Linked DNA regions of Capra hircus: region 2 is linked to region 1. Evidence: chromatin contacts called from public Hi-C data. All regions are on one chromosome and are shown on one strand. Each heading gives the region's core, a stretch centred on a gene start, on an enhancer-like site or on the middle of the called end of the contact. The rest is flanking DNA. Distances are from core to core; before and after follow the strand shown. Region 1 has its middle 68 kb from the start of CAB39. Region 2 holds the start of LOC102186814 (nuclear body protein SP140-like protein).

Region 1 (3,474 bases), core at 597-3,096:
CTCCGTCTGCCAACCACACACGTCACAGAAGGAGCTCCTACTGGAACATGACCTCTGGTGTCAAGCCACTTCTCTACACACATCACCTCCAGAGGTCACATCCTGCGCATGAACTCGTGCCGGGCAACAGCTATGACGGTGCACGGATGGAGCCCTCCCCAAGACGATGTCCACCCACAGCAACCCACTTCTCGTCGCCCCTTAAAAGACGGATGTCAGCTGCGGTAATGCTCGCCTTAATACCCAGATCTTTCTTCTCTGTGCAAGGCACCATGAGACTCCTCTTATAAGAAGCATTCTCAGATTCAAAATCTGTAAGGCAAGCCAGTGGAGGTCAACAGGCTGCGTGCTGAGGTGGAGGCTGTCCAGATGAATGCGCAGCACTGTGTCGCTGCCCTGTAGCTTCAGAGAGCCCTTGGTCCCTGCGGGAGTCCCCTGAGGGAAGCTCACCTGGTAGCACTGCCAGCCTAAGGGGGAGGTCCGGAGGGCAGGGATGTCTGGTCCTTGAGGACATCTAGGCCCAAGGACATTCTCAGGGACCGCTCAGCAGTGGCAGTGAAAAAGAGTCAAAGACATAGGATCCTCACAATTTGAACTAAGACCTCTCTGTCTAGGTCATGAATTCAATTATGGGCATATGAACTGCCAAACAGGAAAACTATCTCAGGCACCAATTTCTTATATTATTTCACTCCCTTTTACTTAGAAGGAAATAATGTCACTTCTGGGCTCCCCTGACAGCTCAGGTGGTAAAGAATACACCTGCAATTCAGGAGACCCCTGAGTGGGGAAGAGAGACCCCTGGGTGGGGAAGATCTCTTGAAGCAGGGATAGGCTACCCACTCCAGTATTCTTGGGCTTCCCCTGTAGCTCGGCTGGTAAAGAATCCACCTGCAGTGTGGGAGACCTGGGTTCAATCCCTGGGTTGGAAAGATCCCTTGGAGAAGGGAAAGGCTACCCTCTCCAGTACTGGCCTGGAGAATTCCGTGGACTGAATAGTCCATGGGGTCGCAAAGAGTCTGACACGACTGAGCGACTTTCACAATGTCACTTCTAGGGCTTCCCAGGTAGCTCACTGGTAAAGAATCCACCTGCCAAGTAGGAGACACGGGAGACGTGGGTTCCATCCCTGGGTGGGGAAGATCCCCTGGAGAAAGAAATGGCAACCCACTCCAGTACTCTTGCCTGGGAAACCCCATGGACAGAGGAGCCTGGTGGGCTACAGCCCATGGGGTGGCAAAAGATTCAGACAGGCTTTGCAACCAAACAAACAATATCACTTCTAATCTTGATTTTGAGATCTTTGTTTAGAGGATTAAAAAATAAGTTCTACTTTTTCAGGACTGACAACAGGGTGAATTAGGAGAGGAAAAGTTTTAAGACATTTCTAAAGGGGACTGATCAATGACAACATTCAGCCACCAGAGGGCAGTGTAGACGTTCTGAAGGTTCTGGAGCCGGGAACGGGGTAGAGGAAAAACCCTAAAAAATGAAAAAAAAAAAAAAAAAAAAAAATTTTTTTTTTAAAAATTGAAGGATAGTTGCTTTACAGCATTGTGTCGGTTTCTACCACATCAACATGAATCAGCCATAGGTCTACCTATGTCCCCTGCCACTTGAATATCCCTCCTACGTCCCCGCATCCTACCCTGAAAAATGCAGATTTAAAGCGAAGTTTCATTTGCTAAAATTAGAATTTTAAGAACGTGACCCCGGTGGTATGCCTCTCCTTTCATCTTGCTCTGTGTGCTCCGGATGAAAACTGACACCGGCCGCCGTTTGCAGCAGGTTCTTGGAGGATCCCGGACTGATCGGTTGCTGATTGGAGAGGTCTTGGGGTGGGGTGGCGCGGGTAGTGGTGTTTAGGTATAAGATCAATGGCAAGAGCAGCAGGGAGTGGAGGGAGGCCCTTGAAGGGGCTCAGGGCAGCGGCTATTTACCCACTGCGTCAAAACCACGTTTGATAATGTGCATCGCTTTAGAGGGTCGTCTTGGCTGACTTCTGCCCCACAAGGGGAGGGTGCTTTGGGAAAGTGCGTGGCTGGCTCCCAGAGGGCTGAGCTTGCGTCAGCAGCTGACTTCCAGTAAGCGACCTTGTGCCCGCGGGGAAGTCCCGACCCGTCCCGCGACATCCGGTGTTTGCTGGGCGAAAACCGCTCCTGCCTGATCGACCGTTACCCAAGCGCGGTCTCAGTTTCTCGTCCCTTGTCGATCCGATCATGATTCCTTCCTTTGGGGACAGGAGTTCTTCCTCATCCTGAAGGTCTTCACCTTTGCCATTAAGTCCACCTTGGCCAAACCTAGTTCACCCCAGGATGAAATTTAGGGAAAAGAGGAGGAGAGCCCCTGGAAGGCTCCCTTCAAGCGGAGACCCAGTGCTTTCTGCCCGTGCTTGTCTGGAGTTTGTTGAAACTAGCAGAATAGGAAGCTCAGGTGTAGCTCTGAGCTACAGAGCTGAGTGATCTGTTAGGACCTCACTCTTCTCTCTCTGAGACCTTGCTGGGTGCCTCCCACTCTTTGGCCAGTTTCTGCTAGTACAGCTGTTGTCTAAGTGGAGAGACAGAGTTTGGAGCTTGACATTTTGCCATCTTTCCTGACCCCCCTCCCATAATTAAGCCCCATAGTAAAACTGTTGTTCAGTCGCTCAGTCGTTTCCAACTCTTTGCATGGACTGTGGCATGCCAGGCTTCCCTGTCCTTCACTATCTCCTGGAATTTGCTCAAACTCATGCCCATTGAGTCAATGATGCCATCCAACCATCTCATCCTCAGTCGTCCCCTTCTCTTCCTGCCCTCAGTCTTTCTCAGCATCAGGGTCTTTTCCAATAAGTCAGCTTTTCACATCAGGTGGTCAAAGTACTGAAGCTTCAGCTTCAGCCTCAGTCCTCCCAATGAATATTCAGGGTTGATTTCCTTTAGGATTGACTGGTTTGATCTCCTTGCACTCTAAGGGACTCTCAAGAGTCTTTTCCAGCACCACAGTTCAAAAGCACCAATTCTTTGGTGCTCAGCCTTCTTTATGGTCCAACTCTCACCTCTGTACACAACTACTGGAAAACTCATAGCTCTGACTATACGGACCTTGTCAGCAAAGTGATGTCTCTGCTTTCTAATACGCTGTCCAGGTTTGTCAAAGCTTTTCTTCCAAGGAGCAAGCATCTTTTAATTTCATACCTGCAGTCACCAGGGGCCCAAATAAAATCTCTCCTGTTTTGTAAGATGACACCACCCTTATGGCAGAAAGTGAAGAAGAACTAAAGAGCCTCTTGATGAAAGTGAAAGAGGAGAGTGAAAAAGTTGGCTTAAAGCTCAACATTCAGAAAACTAAGATCATGGCATCTGGTCCCATCACTTCATGGCAAATAGATGGAGAAACAATGGAAACAGTGGCTGACTTTATTTTTCTGGGCTCCAAAATCATTGCAGATGGTGGTTACAGCCATGAAATTAAAAGACACTTACTCCTTGGAAGGAA
Region 2 (3,222 bases), core at 13-2,512, 100 kb after region 1:
GGCGTGTCCATTCCACAGAATAGTATTATATATGGCTGTTAAAAGGAATAAGGCAAGCCCATGATTATTAAGAAGATCTCTATGATTTTCACTATTAAACTAAGCGAAAATGCAAAATGGCATTTACAATATAATTCCATGTTTTAAAAAACAGGGCTCACATTATGTATGTAGGAAAATGAGTTATGTACATAAATGCAAATCTGGAGGGTTATGCCTACAACTCTAACAGGACCGGGATTGGAAGCTGCGAGGGGGTGAGTGGTGAACAGGACTTTTCCCCTCTCTCTACTTCCGTATTGTTTGAAATTTTATGAGCCAGACTGCATATGTATTTCTTCTGCATTAAAAAAATTAAAATTTTAAAATATTAAGTAATGTTATTTCTGATCCGTTACTAGAGAAAGATAGAAACACGACTTGTTTCCTTGTAGAGATGTAACCTGTTCCAGAATAGAAAATGAAACCAAACGTAAAATTACTCCGCCTGTGTTAGCCCTGGGCAGTTTGAGGCATTTCTCTTCCTTTTGTTTCTTTGCTCAGGATGGCTGGAGGAGGAGCCCAGGACCCCCAGTCAGAAACGAGATTAGTTCCAGAGCTGACAGAGGTGTCACCGACAGGACAGACGTGAGCCCACACCACCCAGGGTTTCAAAATGTCAGGGGTTTACCCTGAATTTTGTGTTTTCTAAACTACCTTCTTCGAAATGATCTATGCAAAGGTAGAACTGACAAGAGGGAAATGAGAGTAATCTGGGGTCACGAGGAAATAAAGCGTCATAAAGGACAAGGCGCCTTCAGGCAGACGGGCCAGCGGAGCCGTAGCTGCAAAGCAAGCAGTCATGTGTGTTGTGGCAGCAGGACTCAACCGGCAGGCGCCCTGAGGCTGCAGTTTGAAATCCCATCTCCTCGGCACACATTCCTGGCCAGCCCTATATGGCAGGCAAAGGTTCCCCTACACCAGGTGGAAAGCAAAGGTTCGGTGCAGAGTCCAAAGACAGCACTGAACAGCAGTGTGGCCACAGGGAAAGGCGGAAGAAGAGGGAGAAAGACTGACCTGGTGCTGAGCTCTCTGCCCTCTCCAGCCATTTTCCCGCCCAGCCTGGCCTGGGCCTGGGCTTGGCCTCTGATTCTTCCAGCCTCCCCAGCCTGGGTCCGGAGAGGCTGCCGGAGCCCTGAGCGCCGAGCAGGAAGTCAGCTCTGGGTCTCATCCAGGGCTGGCGGCTCCGCCCATGGAGGGGAAAACAGAAGTGAAAGTACTTGCCAGTGAGCTGTGCTGGGCAGACACTGGCTCCTTCCCTCTACCCGCAGCTCCCTGGTGCTTCCAGCCATCAAGACATGTGGTCCCAGGGATGCAAGACAAGGAGAGACACTCAGGGCCTGGAGGGCCAAGGGAGCGGCCGGGTCAGCCCCCAGGGGTCCAGCTGTCTGTGCAAAGGCAGCAATGATATCTGCGTGACCCCAACTGTCTGCAGGCTTCTGCCTTCTCAGGGCGGTTCAGAGTTTAGTATGGGGTCAAGAGCAAACTCAGGTGTGCCCCTTCCCCTTTGCTGAGATGGTTGTCAGGGGAAGAGGGAAAGACAGAGACTTCAGATCCTCTCTCCAGCCTGTGAGAGAGCCTGGACCAACCGAGTCAGGTCCCAGCATTTGGACACCGAGCAGAAGCAAGCCCAAATGCTCAGCTTTATAAAGTGGGGAGAACATTTTTAGCATTCCTAGAAATCAGCCAGGGGTAGGAGAAGAACCTCCAAGGCCCTGGGGCTGGAGAGTGGAGCCCAGTTGGTGATGTGGGTTGACATCTTAGGTGCAAGGGTCTAAGGTGTCCTGACTACAGGGTTGCTTCACCAGTGTAGCCAGGGGTTGACAACAGAAACCTGCGACACTGTCATGGGAATGCAGAGGCAAGAGGCTTCTCTCCAGACGGAGATGGAGGTTAGGACCCGGATCATGTAGAAACGAACGAGCAGGTAACCCCAGCTGAGGGGGTGACCCTTGGCCCTGGAGTTGTGTCTGTCCATAGATTTTTCACTCAGATTCTGTCATCCTTCCACAAACGATCAGAAGTGACCAGATTGTGAGTCAGAATGAAACCAAATCATGCGTGAGGATAAGAGGAGGGTTTCTACTCTCTGCTCACTTCTTTCTTTTCACTGTGGTCAGGACAGAGCCCAGAACTCCAATGAGGACTTCTTTACCAGTGGGCAGGGTCTCAGGGGTACCCGGTCCTGCACACATGTGGACCCCTCTCTCGCCCCCCTCACTGCAGCAGGTAGCAGGACTACTGACCTGAGCCTTGTCTGGCCAGGACTGTCCTCTGCCCCTGACTCCATGGGGCACAGGGTCCACACAAGGCTGGCACAGACCACACCTGCCTTGTCTAGGGTCCCTTCTCTCTCTCCTCTCTGTTCCTGGGCGGCAGGTGGACCAGGTCATCGCCGTGCTGCATGTTGAGATAAACATGCCAGCTTTTCTGTGGGCTTGCTTAGGGCCACCAAGATGAGAACCTGGAGTCAGAGGCTGCTTAGCTGAGGTTGGATCATCTGCAGGACAGACACTCCCGAGCTGGGGCTGCTCTTGGCCCCTGGAGGAGACCTTCCTGTGGGTCAGAGAAAGCTGGGCCTGCACCACACCCATGAGAGCAGTGGGGTGGGGGGTCTGAAGCACCCCAAGTCCTCTGTGGAGAAAGCAGTTTCTTTGATCCAAGAAATAACGTCAGACCCACTCAGGTTTGGGAAAGGACAGGTGGCAGGTTGGTCCTATGATAAACCATAATGGAAAAGAATATATATATGTGTGTGTGTGTGTGTGTGTGTGTGTGTGTGTGTGTGTGTGAGAATGTATATATAAACAGGCATCCCTGATGGCTCTGATGGTAAAGAATTTGCCTGCAATGCAGGGGACCCGGGTTCGGTCCCTGGGTTGGGAGGATCCCCTGGAGAAGGCAATAACAACCCACTCCATTATTCTTGCCTGGAGAATCCCATGGACAGAGGAGACTGGTGGGCTACAGTCCATGGGGTCACACAGAGTTGGATACATCTGAGTGACTAACACACTTTGAATTACATGTACAACTGTACCACTTTGCTCTAAGGTAGAAATTAGCACAACATCACCTATAACTTCAATTGAAACAAAAAAAGAAGGGTGTTGAACTCCTCCTACAGACCCTGCTGGAGTGACTGAAGGAAATAAGGAGACGCTTGGGGCATGTCCCATGGCT

Evidence for each region. Hi-C and Micro-C count contacts between places; a contact is called where the count stands out from the background.
Region 2: a Hi-C map of blood shows a contact between it and region 1, with 2.3 times the contacts expected there. The contact joins the promoter of LOC102186814 here to the enhancer-like site in region 1. A contact is called at or near these places in 4 of 5 Hi-C or Micro-C datasets (blood and liver).

Annotation. Positions count from the first base shown.
Region 1 is chr2:17,256,550-17,260,023 of ARS1.2, forward strand. No RefSeq gene overlaps it. Among named protein-coding and RNA genes, the nearest start is that of CAB39, 68 kb to the left of the region's middle. Within about 2 kb of position 1,847, at least 3 of the 5 cell types and tissues checked have an H3K27ac peak or open chromatin away from gene starts, as enhancers often do.
Region 2 is chr2:17,359,704-17,362,925 of ARS1.2, forward strand. LOC102186814 (nuclear body protein SP140-like protein) reads right to left here and starts at 1,263. Exons shown (of 22, transcript XM_013973246.2): 1 at 1,057-1,263. The coding sequence starts at 1,088.